Linked DNA regions of Mus musculus: region 1 is linked to region 2. A link is a contact called in public HiChIP or PLAC-seq data. All regions are on one chromosome and are shown on one strand. The core of a region is the stretch at or near the end of the contact, and the rest is flanking DNA. Distances in the headings are between cores, read along the strand shown.

Region 1 (6,020 bases), core at 3,272-5,771, 520 kb before region 2:
CCCGCCCCGCCGCGTCCCGAGATAGCATCAAGAACACCAGTCGTTAGGGAACTTGAGTCTATATCAGGGCGACAAAAGGCCCAGTCGAGGTGACTCCAGAGCCACTTTCTTCTTCGAGGGAGGTCTCTCAAGGTCTTGGGTCTGAGACTGGTCCAAAACCTCTGGTCCAGGTCCGCTTCTCACGGGTGATCCGGGGAGGGCGGGAAACGCACAAATAAAAACCCCTCGAGTTTGCGTGGCCACTAAAAGCTGGGGCTTGGGTTTCTGCAGCAGGGACAGGTCCCGTTTGCGTCTTTGGTCCCTTTCTCAACTCCCCTGTAAAGCCTCTATCCGCTCAAAAGGCGCCATCCGCTTTGCATTTAAATCTGAACGTAGCTTTGTGGCTACTTGGGTTCGAAACCTGGGTAGGGGAGCGGGGGAAAGGTCGGGGCGCAGAGAGGTTAATGCCCAGGCTTGGTGGCAGTCATGTGTGGGCACTCTTCTGCTTCCTCGGTTAGTCTAGGCTTGGAATCTATAAGGCTGAGCCCAGCCGGATAGGAGAGGGTGGGGGAGGGGATTCAGTCTTCTCTGTCGGGAGAGACTTAATAGGCCCACCACAGGGCGTGTGTGAGGTGAGGTGGTCTCCTTTGCCAGCAGCAGCTTCCTGGCAGGGCAGGGGCGCCGAGGTGCTTGGAGCTGGGGCAGGCCAGGCACACCAGGTTCTCGTGGAGGGTTCCCGGAGCGTGGGCCTAGGCTAGGACTGCTCATCTCTATCCTCCACCTGGCTCTCTCCCCGATCCGCCAGAGAGTGGGTGCGGGAGGCCTTTCGGGGCGCGCCAGGGCTGCCCTAGACGGTCCAGTGCGTGGAGCTCTCAGCTCTGGCAGCTCCTCTTCCAAGGGCTTGTGTTGCGCCCTTCTCGCTTGTTTGTCTCGTGTGAGCCTCGTAAACCGCCCTGATTTATTACCCAGACTAAATGCTTAATTTGTGAATATGAAACAGATTAAAAAGGGCGGGGGTAGGGGGCTTGAGGTCGGCATATTTTAGCAATCAGACCAAAGCAGCCCGGCAGATGTTTCAAATTTGTCGACATTTTCAGGCTCATGTGGAAAGCCAGTCAGAATGGTCAAGAGATCCTTTTTCCTTCCTCCAACCTGAGAACTTGGCAGTGATCAACAGGAGGTGATTAGTAGCCACACACACAAAAAGACACCAGCAGTCAAGGAGTTAACAGAGGCTGAGCTCTTCACCTCCAGGATCCGGGTGGAGGGAATGGGGGCCTAGGGTCACAAAGGCAACCTGATCACAAAGCCTGGAGGAGCCCAGCTAAAAAGGCCCAAGTATTAGAAGGTAACTCTGAAGAACAAAGTCGAGGGTCCATTAAAAGTTAATTCAGCAAATAAACTTCAGTGGCGATAAAACAAATAAGAAAGATGGCAACTCCAACTTAAACTAACCAACAGATAATAGAAAGGAGTGGCTTTGATGTGGCCTAACCATGTGCTTTCCCTTTAAGCAGGTCCCCACAGTGAGCGGCCCAAGACGGGCCTCTGTGGAGCACCCTCTTTGAAAAGACCCCATGTGTACAGGCAGTGCTTTTTGGCGTTTGTCATTTGGGAGCAACTTCACACATCAAAGGCGACCACAGTGTTCTTTTCAGCTCCCTGGTTCCACTCGCCCAGTGAAGCAGATACAATTTCTATAAATTGGCCTTCTCCTCTGGGTTTTGATTGATCATCACCATATGAGATTATTGAAAGTCTAATGTCTTATTTCACTTTCTCCAAGGGGTGAGGAGGGGAACCATTTATTGGAAGTCAGGCCACGTGAAGACTCCCGGGTTGTGCAATAGTAATTTCCATTAGCCTGGATTTATCAACCTCTTGAAACTCCCATGCGTTTCCTGTGGGTGCCTCATTTCACCTCCCTTCCCCCACCAGGCCTGTGCTTCTGTGGCTGTTCACAGGTATAGTCCAGAACCTTCCAATTGGGAAGGAGAAAATGGATATTGACTACACGGAAAGGAACAAAAGATGTATTTCTAAGCATATTTATTCCAATGCTCCAAATTCCTTCTTTGGCCTTTGTTTTCCACTCCAAACTTTTTTGTCCCCCTTTCGCCTGGATGCGATCTTTCATTTATTTAAAGTTGATTATGGCGCCTCTGTCTTGTCCTGCGCCAGACAAAAGCTTAGAGAAAGTCAAAGACCGCGTTAATTATATGTTTCTTGTAAACTGACTTTTCATGTCCCCCTAACACATTTAGCTGGCTTGGTGTTTAGTTTAACACTCAAGTGCTGCAAATATGCTGCTTAAAATGCTGTCTTTATTAAAACAAATAAATGAATTCAAAGACCTTTCTAATTTCAACTCGTGTGGGCTAGAAACAGAAGAGAAAAATGGTAGGAAAGAGTATGGGCTAGGGAAAGGTAGCAGGGAGACTGGAGAGAAAAGGCACACACATGCATGCGCATACACATGCACACACATGTACACACACAAGCAAGCAAGCACTCGCACATGTGCGTGTATGCGCACACACACACACACACACAGGCTGCATTCCTTCTGCCATCCCTCCCTGCAGCCATGTTAAACTGGTCCATACAATTGTCCCTGGCTTAGCCCTGCAGCTTGCCAGCCTGCCAGGATTTTCCATCACTTGGTGCCTAAGGCAATCATTAGCTCAGAATGGACAGCCCTCTACCTGCTAGCCGCCAGTCACTTATCAGCCAGGGGTAGGCTGGCTACATCAAGCATAGGTCCCATTTGTTCAGCCTGAGAGGGGTCCTTGGTATTTGCCCCTGGGTGAGTTGGTACCTAATTAAACTCTACCCAGGGCAGCTTACACTAAATATATGTGGGTTGAGAGGAGGCTGGGAGGAAAAGGCAGTCATTACTTAAGCAGGGAAAGTGACTTTTCTGAGAGCGGGAAGAAAGGGAGCCGTCTGATCACTTTGTTTACCCTAAGCAGAGCTTCAGACACCACATCAATGGCCACAAGGAAATAAGGGGAAATGGGAACTAAGGGGGAAATCCAGAGACCACAGGCCCCTAAACCCAGGCCTTGTCATCATCTGGAAGCAAGAGGGAGGTTTATCTGAGCTCTAGACAACACTGGCTGCAGGGGGTGGGGAGGGGGTGCGGGGGTGGGGGGGAGATCCAAGTGCCCTTTGTGGCTTTGGAGTCATTGCTCATGTGCCACAGGCCTGTGTGTGTACTCAGGAGCTGGGACTGTATAAATGGCCGCGGAGACAGAAAGGAACAGATGTGTCAAAGAATCCAGTGACTGAGTGTGTATGGTAAAGTTACCCTGACGAGGCACGGGAGAACAAGAGAATGATCGATCAGCTGAAGCCTAGGCCTAGGTGGCAGGATCCCGATGATCAGAACTAGGGCTAAAGGACTAGTTTGCGAACAAAGGTGGTGGTTGTGGATCTAGAAAGATCTTGGGGTCTTCTTTAAGCCCTCATGAATTCAGAGGGTGAAAACATTTGATCAACTGGACAAAAAGTAAAACCAAGTACCAAGCACTTCTGGTTGGTACCAAGAGTTAGAGCACTTTTGGTTGGAGAAAGGGTTTCTTTCTGGCTCACTATTTTAACCAGTTAGCATTTATTAAGCACTTGCCTTACGCAAAGCAGTATGCTGGACATCTGGGGCCACAAGTGCTAGACTCCTCAAATGACCCAGCAGGGGCGACTCCTTCCTTTTATGTGCAAAATAACAAAGGACATAAAGGACTGTGGGTGAGCTTCTGAGGACGTGGAGAAGGAAATCAGCCACTCCCTGAGCGTCACTGTTACCCTGCCCCTGCGCCTGCAGCTGGATTCCAGGAGGAAGATGAGGCTACCAGCCTCTTGGGGCCAGGGACCTCTCTGCTTCCAACCTAAACCCGGACCAAGCTCCAGGGCCTTCCAGATTGTTCTGTTTGGATGGTGGCAGGGGTCACATGGGTCCTTTACTTCCCCCTTCCTTGGAAAGCCTGCCTAACTTTATTTCCCCTGGGGGCCAGGCCAGAGAGATTTTGATGCAAATCAAGAAGGCAGCTTTTCAAGTCAGGACTAGCCTGACCGAGAGACTAGCCCCAGACCGAGAGAAAAGGGAAGCTTGCACTGCCCCCCTCCAGCGCTCTCTCTCTCTCCTCTCCTCTCCTCTCCTCTCCTCTCCTCTCCTCTCCTCTCCTCTCCTCTCCTCTTCTCCCCTCCCCTCCCCCCGCCCCCCCCCCGCTCTTTCTGGAACTCGATAAGGGAATACTGCCTCCCTGAACAAAACAAACTTGGAAATCTCCAAGGTTTGGAATTGTGAGGGAGTCCCCCAGCAGAGAATTTGAACTGGCTTAAATACATCCCCCTTCCCTGGGCACACTCCCTCTGTGCCCCCTAGATTCGACTTGCCCCTTGGGGTGTTTCAGTGTGATCACAGGTGCCCTCCTTCGAGCCATCTGGCCTGGGCCCAGCCTTTGCTCTTGGTTTCCCTACGCACTGGCGAAACGCGCTGGAACCTTCAAAGCGCATTCCTAAACACTACCGGGGAACTGTGGGGAAGTGCAAACAAAGAGGCTGGGAGTACTCAGGCAGTTAGCGTACTGAGTCTGTGGGCCAACAGGGCTGGCCCAAGTTCAGTCAGACTCCCTGGCTCTGAGCCAGCTAGAGCTGGCAGTGCGCCCTCTCCAGCCCACTACTCAGACCTCCTTGCCCCCAAATTTGGGCACCCCCCCTCCTCAGCCAGCTTAAGTCTAAGCCAGCCCTCCTGCCCCTCCGCAGTCCTCTGAGAACAGTACTTCCTCATTCTGGTCTGGTGGATAGTTGCAGGCTTCTGCGCGAGCTCTCCGAGAGAGAGTAAATTGTCAAAGAGCAGGAGCCCTTCCCTTCTTTCGAGTGGCCCCGGGACTGAGCATGGCCTGAGTTCCCTGACTGGTAGCTTTGGGATTTGAGTAGTGGTGAACACTTGGTAACTTCGATCCTATGCTGAATAAAAGTCCGATCGTGCTCTGTGTTCCCTTACGCAAGCAGACGTTCCCTAGAAATACAAATAGGAGGTGGGGGGGGATGGGTGTCAAATCACATGCTTCTTCATGGGTCACCGGTGAGCAGAGTCATTCGCCCACTACCTTTAGCTCTGGTCTCTGGTCTGTTTAATACTACTGATGGCTCTTGCAAGGGAGTAGGAGTAACACCTCAGGTTTCCAAGATTCTGCTTCCTTTCACACAAAAGCTGGGAGAAAGTCTTTGTTGGGGGGGGGGCTCTTAGCTCTTAGCCCAACCTGCCTTAGAATTAGATCCTAGCCCAGGCTATTGTTGAACTTAAGTCCTGGGGTTACATGTCACCCTGGCCTGCTCATGTGTATGTTTTGAAACAGGGTCTTGTGCTGCCCAGAGCTCAGTCCTCCTAACTCAGCTTGTTGTGTAGCTGAAACAGCAGGCTACAACTACAGAGGACTTTTTTATTTCTTTCTCTTTTTCCTTATCCCACCGAGTACTGGAGGATTGAACTCAGAGTCTCATATATGCTAGGTAAGTTCCTTAAGCACTGAGCTGTAGCCTTAGTCACTTTTATAGTTTTTTCTTTTGAGACAGGGTCTAGGCTGGCTTTGAACTCAGAATCTCCCTGCCTCAGCCATTTTAGTCAAAGGCGCAGGGCGATACACTCGGTTTATATATAGGTACTACAGATCTAAACTCAGACCCCTGTGTTGTACAACACTGAACCCTTTCTCAACCCCAAGAATTTTTTGGGCAGGGGGAGGTTGGGGGGTCTGGGGTCAGTTTTGAGGCAGAATTTCTCTGTGTAGCCCTGACCGTCCTGGAACTCGATCTGTAGTCCAGGCTGGCCTCGAACTCACAGAGATCTGCCTGCTCATGCCTCCCGTGTGCCGTTACTGCTCGGCCAAGACTGTATTTTTTTAAGCTATAATTCAGTGGTGTGTTTTTATCGATGCTCCACTTACATACAAACACCTTCTGCCCAATCTTCTAAGTGGGGACTTGGGGGCTGGTGTCCTATGTTTTCCTTCCCCAAGATTCTGCCTAGATAACTAGAT
Region 2 (6,231 bases), core at 482-2,981:
ACACACACACACACACACACACACTCAAATAAATATTTCTTTACAAAGTAATGAGTGGTTGTATATGGTGGTGCATGCTTTTGATACCAGCACTCAGGAGGCAGGAGAAGGTAGATCTTTATGAGTTTGAGGCCAACCTGGTCTACATAGTAAATTCTAGATTGCTCAAGGCTACAAGGTGAGTCCCTGTCTCAATTGCTCACTCACTCACTCACTCTCTCACTCACTCACACACTCACGCACTCACTCATGTATTCACTCAGTATGATGAATGAATTAATTGAGTATAGAGAATTTCAAGGTAGCTTAGCATCCAGGTTGTGGTATGATTATTGCTAGCTGATTTTATTCAGGTTATAGGAAGAATTAAAAGTAAAAAGCAGAGTGAAAAGATTAGAAAACTGGCAGTGTGGTTTGCGAAGCCCATGCAAAGTTGGAGCTAAGTGAGGCATGGCTTCTGAAGTTAGTAGCGGCATTGAAAAAAACACAAGTACTTTGAACCAAGACCATGGGAAAGATACTCTGAGATCATTGGCTGCATCCAACCAACCTCAGCTAAAGGGTGTGATAGTTAATCTTGCTTGTCAACGAGATTGGATTGGATCTGGGTCAACTAAGAGATATGCCCTGGGAAGGTTTATGAGGGTATTTCTTGGAAGGCTTCAGAGAGAAGACCCTCTCCCAATGTAGGATACCCTTTATAGTAGTGGTCTGGATTCTAAGAGGTTGGAGGAAAAAGAGATGCTGATTTCATCTTCCCACCTTTACTCCTTGCTGGTGAGTGTGTCTCCCTATTGCTGGGCTGCTCCTACCATCTCCCACTGACAGGGAAACCATCTTCAACCTTCCAACATGGACTGAAGATCAGAGGCACTCCAGGAATCCTTCAGGCTTTTAGGGCCAGATTGGGACTGTTGAGACATTTAGTCTCATTGGGTAAGTGGCTACCGGGTTCTCAGTGTCTCCAGTGTATAGCAGGCAGCCACTGTTGCACTAGTCTGCTCATGTCATATAGGCTAATCTAACATCCCCTGACTTGGTTATAGAAGTTAACCCATTTATTGTAGGCTAGGGATATCTCAAATGAAAGTGCTTCTGCCTAGTCTTTCAGCTTCTCCAGTTTTCTGCTAGCAGAGCTGACTGAAGGTCCAGGCCCCTCCAGCAGCTATTTCTATGCAGAAACCACAGTGCCTGGAGCTCATTGCCTACCTCTTCATCTTGGTGTTGCCACAGAAGAAGGAAGTGAACTTGTTACACTGGCTGATTTCAATTTTCTTTACCATTTTCTGGAAGTGGGCACACTATCTGCTCCCATATTTACCAATATTCTTGGTGCTTTTAGCCACGTTGCTATGACCTAGGCCCAAATGTACGGGAGCTAAATCTCTTTTGTACTATATTCTATAGGTTCTGTTCCTCTAGAGAACTCTGACTAACACAGTGACTTAAAAGTATGAACATGGGGCTGGAGAGATCAGTAGTTAAGAGAATTTACCACCCTTCCAGAGGACAAGAGTTTCAGTTGCCAGCATCCATATGAGGTAGCCTGTGACTCCAGCTCCAGGGTAGCCTATGCCTCTGGTCTCTGTACATTTGCATTCACATGAGCATAGCCCCACACAGACATATACACATACAATTAAAAATAATGAAAGTAAATTTGATGGAACAAGTATACACTTGAAAGGGAAATTGCAGGGGAAGGGGACAGCTGCTCACACAGTGTTCCCTAGGGAAGGGCTTCTCTATGACAAGCCACGAACTCAGAGGCTTCTCCAGCCTGGGTACAGGGAGAGAGATTTACAACTTGAATTTTTGAGAGATGCTGGGACTTTTCAGATGGTGGTGACTCTTGGAGATAGACAGAGGTCTTGTGAGGTTCTTCAGTTTAAGGAGATATGTTTGGTTATCGAATTGAGGAGGACTGAATTTATGGTATTTGTGCGTGTGTGTGCATGTGTATGTGTGACAAAGACAAAAGAAAACTTTAGTCATCATTCCCCGGGGGCCATCTACCTTGGTCTCCTTAGACAGAGTCTCTCTTATTGGCCTGGAGCTTGCCAAGTGAATTAGGCTGCCTGCCAATCCTCTACCTCATAGCTCTTTAGCCTACCATTTTGATGTATGCTAGTCACATTACCAACCCTTAACTCTGACATTTCTTTGCTTGATAGCTTGTCTGACTACTGCAGGGCCTGGGGAGTTGTGCCTAGTTGGGTATGAATGATGAGTGACTGCTAACAGTTGCTATGCAAACACATCCACAATTGGTCAAAGTGTGAAGAATAAGCACCTGTGGGGGAGGTCAGTCGTAAGTGGGTCACCCCTATGCCCCCAAGGTTCAGGAACTGTTTTGGAAGAGGGGGAGAAAGATTGTAAGAGCCAGAGGTTAGGGAGCACTGGGGCTTTGGAACAGTGTCGTCTAGACATGACCGAACCCCTATATGCATGAACTCACAGCAGATGTAGTTGCCTGTACAGGATCACACCAGTCAACATTCCAGCTTGCATATGGATGGCCCTATCCAAGGCCCCTCCTGTAACTGAGAGGTTATTGACAGTTGATGGTTGTCTAAGGAAGCGATAGTTATTTTTCTTTAGAGTTGTGTTCCTTTGTGGTTGACCATGCATCACTATATGGGCCTACACTATGGCATATATGAGTAGCACCAATTGGACTCTGTTTTTTGTCCTTAAAAAAAAAACATGAAGTTGGAAGGGGACCTGTGGAGTAGGATTCATGAGCAGTTGGAGGTGGCGAGTGATGGATGAATGTAATGCAGAAAAGTGCATGTGTATATGGGATCCTCAAAGGGAAAAGGTCAGTGTGCAAACAAATGAACAGAGTTCACTTCTCCCTGTGCCTGAGAAGTGGAGCAATGGAGCTGGCTAGACACACAGTCTAGGGTGCAAAGGACATCGACTGAGTCCTTTCATAGTCTCTCTTTGTCCCATGGTGGGCTGAGGTCAAGGCTTGTGTTCTGCACTCTTCTCCAGTGAGATTGAGCTTCAGTTAGCCAGAGTGGTCATGTCTGTGCTCTTGGATTGGCTCGCTTTCTGGTCTCATTTTGTTTTTTCATGACCAGCTTATCTCAGGATGCTAATAACCTCCTAAAACTACTTGTACATGATCCTGGCCTCATCTTCTCCTTCTAGGGGAGCCCCGACTAAAGTGCTAGTCAGATTAGCTTTGACCAAAGTCACTTGGGTAGAAGGGGCATCCTCAGAAGGGTATTGTGGGTAGAGTGGACATAGAAAGGTTGACCTTGCTCTTAAAAAGAAGCTGCTAGAAGGGGAAGTAGACTATCCACATACAATATAAAGATTCTTCCCACATGAAAGTTCATAGACCAGAGGGTGGGGCTCTGTGTTGGAAACTGTGTGAGTGGAGATCAAAGGCGAGGCAAATAGAAATCATATTGTTGTAGCAGTATATTACAGGCTGCTGGGCCAGATGGGGGAACTGATGATAGGCTCCTGACCGAGACCACACAACTGGCCCGGAGGCAAGAGAATTACAGATGGGAGCGCCCCCAACTGTGTAGCTTGCTCAGTTTCTATGAACTTCAAGCAGAGACTACCCAAGCCAGGTCTTGGCTTACTTTCTCAATGGTTCATGTGGTGTGTGGTAGAGATATAACAAAGGGAATTGCTACTGTTCAGTAAAGTCAAGCTAAGACGGAACTATTTGGTGAGAAGGTGAGGTGGGTAAATTTGTTATCTTACAATGAGGGTCATAGGTATGGTCTGCTCTAGTTTCAAATGGCTTAGAACATCGGTTTGTAGGCAGAAGCTGTACTCCACACACCTCCTTAAGGGTCAATACAGAACTCTTGCCTGTTCCTCTCTCTTAGACCCTGTCTCCCAGACTCTCACTGGGAGGGCTAGAATCAAGAATGTTCAGTGCTTTTACTACAAGGGTATCTCAGAAGTCACTTTGAAAAAAAATACCTCAGAGACTATGCAGGCCAGAGCTCATAGTTTGTGTGTGTATGTGTGTGTGTGTGTGTGTGTGTGTGTGTGTGTGTGTGTATGTGTGTGTGTGTGTTTTGAGACAGGGTTTCTTTGTGTAGCCCTGGCTGTCTTGGAACTCATTCTGTAGACCAGGCTGGCCTCGAACTCAGAAATCCACCTGGTTCTGCCTCCCAAGTGCTGGGATTGAAGGCGTGCACCACCACTGCCGGGCAACCCTTGGGCTTCTTGGCTAGCCAGCCTGGCCTAATTTATTGGTGAGCTTCAGGTCAAGGTGGATAGCTCCTGAGGAATGACATCTTGGGCCCGCCACATGCATGTATGTGCACATACATGTACCTGCGTATGCCCCTCCCACACACAAATCATTCAAAAGAGGTGACAAATGGCTAATAATGAACAGGCAACAGTTGCAAAGAACTCTGACTGTGCCTTTCACAGTGCCAAGGGTTTTAGTTAAGTTCTGGCTTGGAGAGTGTCTGTCTCCAGCTTCGGTGAGATGCTAGCAGATGACAGAGGAAGTAGCTTCTCTTCCTGTTTCCTGTTGGTCTCTCAAGAATTACAATGGCCATTATTAGAAACCTCCGTCTGCACAAACTACTTTATTTAAATCTCACAACAGCCCTGCAAGGCAGACACTCCGCAGACTCGTCATCTGTCTTCTGTTTGCAAGTGGAAAAAATCCGGCTTCAGTGAACTTGGAAAAAAAAAACAGAATTTATTTCTCCCTGTACCTGAGAAGTGAAGCAATGGAGTTGGTCATAGACATGATCTAAGATGCGAAGGGCACGGGCCAGCTCCTTTCACAAACTCTCTGTGTCTCTTCTTTACGTGGGCCTCCCAGTTTTCTGGCAGACAGATTTCTTCCATATGCTGGCAAACATGGACAGATGATGGCAGCCTTATATCTGTCTTGTTTTGTCCTTAGGCTTAGGCCTTCTCTGCCAGTCTCAGCTGGAACAATCCCAGAGACAGCCCCCAGTTGGTCGACTTGGGCTATAATTCTATTCCTGAGGCACAGTGCATTGGATCACTGTTGGCAAGGCCCCAGGACTGAACGAAGGATAGTGGGATGGGCTACCTGAAAAAAGGGAGTTGTATATACAGCATCCTGGTTAATCTAAATCACAGTTAGAGCTGTCTGGTCGGCATCCCTATTTCACACATGTGGGAACGGAGCATGAGGAAGACAAATCAATTGCCCAGCTGATGTGCAAGGCAACCTGACATTTGTAACCACCATGCAGAGGTTCTTCTTCTCCCTGCATACAGAGCTGAAGAGGATAGAGATGGGAATTCGTTTCTGTAGCACGGGGGTGGGGGGGGTGTCAAACCCAGGACCTTGTGCCTTCTACCACTGAACTCTAGCTCTAGTCTCACTGAAAGGATATTTTGGAAGAAGTTACTGATGCTCCGCTCCTTTTACTCATTCTCTAGTGGTTGAAGGTATTGGTTATAAACATCCAGGCTGCCCCCATCATCTGACCATTACCTTCTCAGTTGCGCCAGAAACACCACTAGAAAATAAACGCCGGCAGGCTTTTCCTCTCCCCACAGTGCCCAACAGCCAAGGGTAGCTGCGTCTCTCATTCGTCCTTAGGGCACATCTTCATTAATCCACTGTAGGAGAATCCCTGTCTTGACTCCTGTATCAGGGACCTCTAACCTAAGACATGTGGCAAGAGTTCAGGTCACAATCTGGTTGCCAAGTTCACTGTATACAAAGTTACAGGCAGTATGCACAGTAGGGTTAGGAAAGTTGCGCAGTGAGATGATATCAGCATTTCTTTTATTTTTCCATAGTATTTTTGCATTTTAATCAACTCTAAATGTCTAAGGTTGCTAAGTTGAAATTTTCTAGGAGGGGGAATTGAAGCTAGGGCCTTGTGTATGCTAGTCAAACGTGCTGTCCTCTGAGCCACTGCCACCTTCACCCTCAAGCTTTCAAACTTTGTATCCATTAAGGACTCACTCCCTGTTCCCTTCCTACCTTAGCCTCTGCCACCCACAGTTCTACCACCTGTCACTATGAATTTGAAGACTCTAGCTCTCTCAGAGAAGAGATCATCTAGTATCTGTCCTTTTGTGGCTGGCTTCTTTCCCTTGACACAGTGTCTTCAGTGTTGGTCCGTGCTGCAGCTTGTGTCAGCACTCCCTTCTGCTTTAAGGCAGAGAAGAAAGCCAGCGCATGGTGCTTTGTACCTCTAAGCATTTGGGAATAAGCTACAATGAATGTGGGCCTGCAGAGATCTGCTCAGA

What was found. HiChIP or PLAC-seq counts read pairs in DNA pulled down with a chosen protein or histone mark.
Region 1: an H3K4me3 HiChIP or PLAC-seq map of pro-B cells shows a contact between it and region 2, with 4 times the contacts expected there. The contact joins two enhancer-like sites. A contact is called at or near these places in 3 of 115 datasets of contacts at active chromatin or transcription factors (embryonic forebrain, pancreatic cancer cells and pro-B cells).

The regions. Positions count from the first base shown.
Region 1 is chrX:12,121,757-12,127,776 of GRCm38.p6, reverse strand. It overlaps a transcript of Bcor not described here. Among named protein-coding and RNA genes, the nearest start is that of Gm46687, 32 kb to the right of the region's middle. Within about 2 kb of position 4,521, at least 142 of the 459 cell types and tissues checked have an H3K27ac peak or open chromatin away from gene starts, as enhancers often do. A contact at or near this core is called in pro-B cells, where this site is marked.
Region 2 is chrX:11,596,466-11,602,696 of GRCm38.p6, reverse strand. No RefSeq gene overlaps it. Among named protein-coding and RNA genes, the nearest start is that of Gm34187, 66 kb to the right of the region's middle. Within about 2 kb of position 1,731, at least 1 of the 459 cell types and tissues checked has an H3K27ac peak or open chromatin away from gene starts, as enhancers often do. A contact at or near this core is called in pro-B cells, where this site is marked.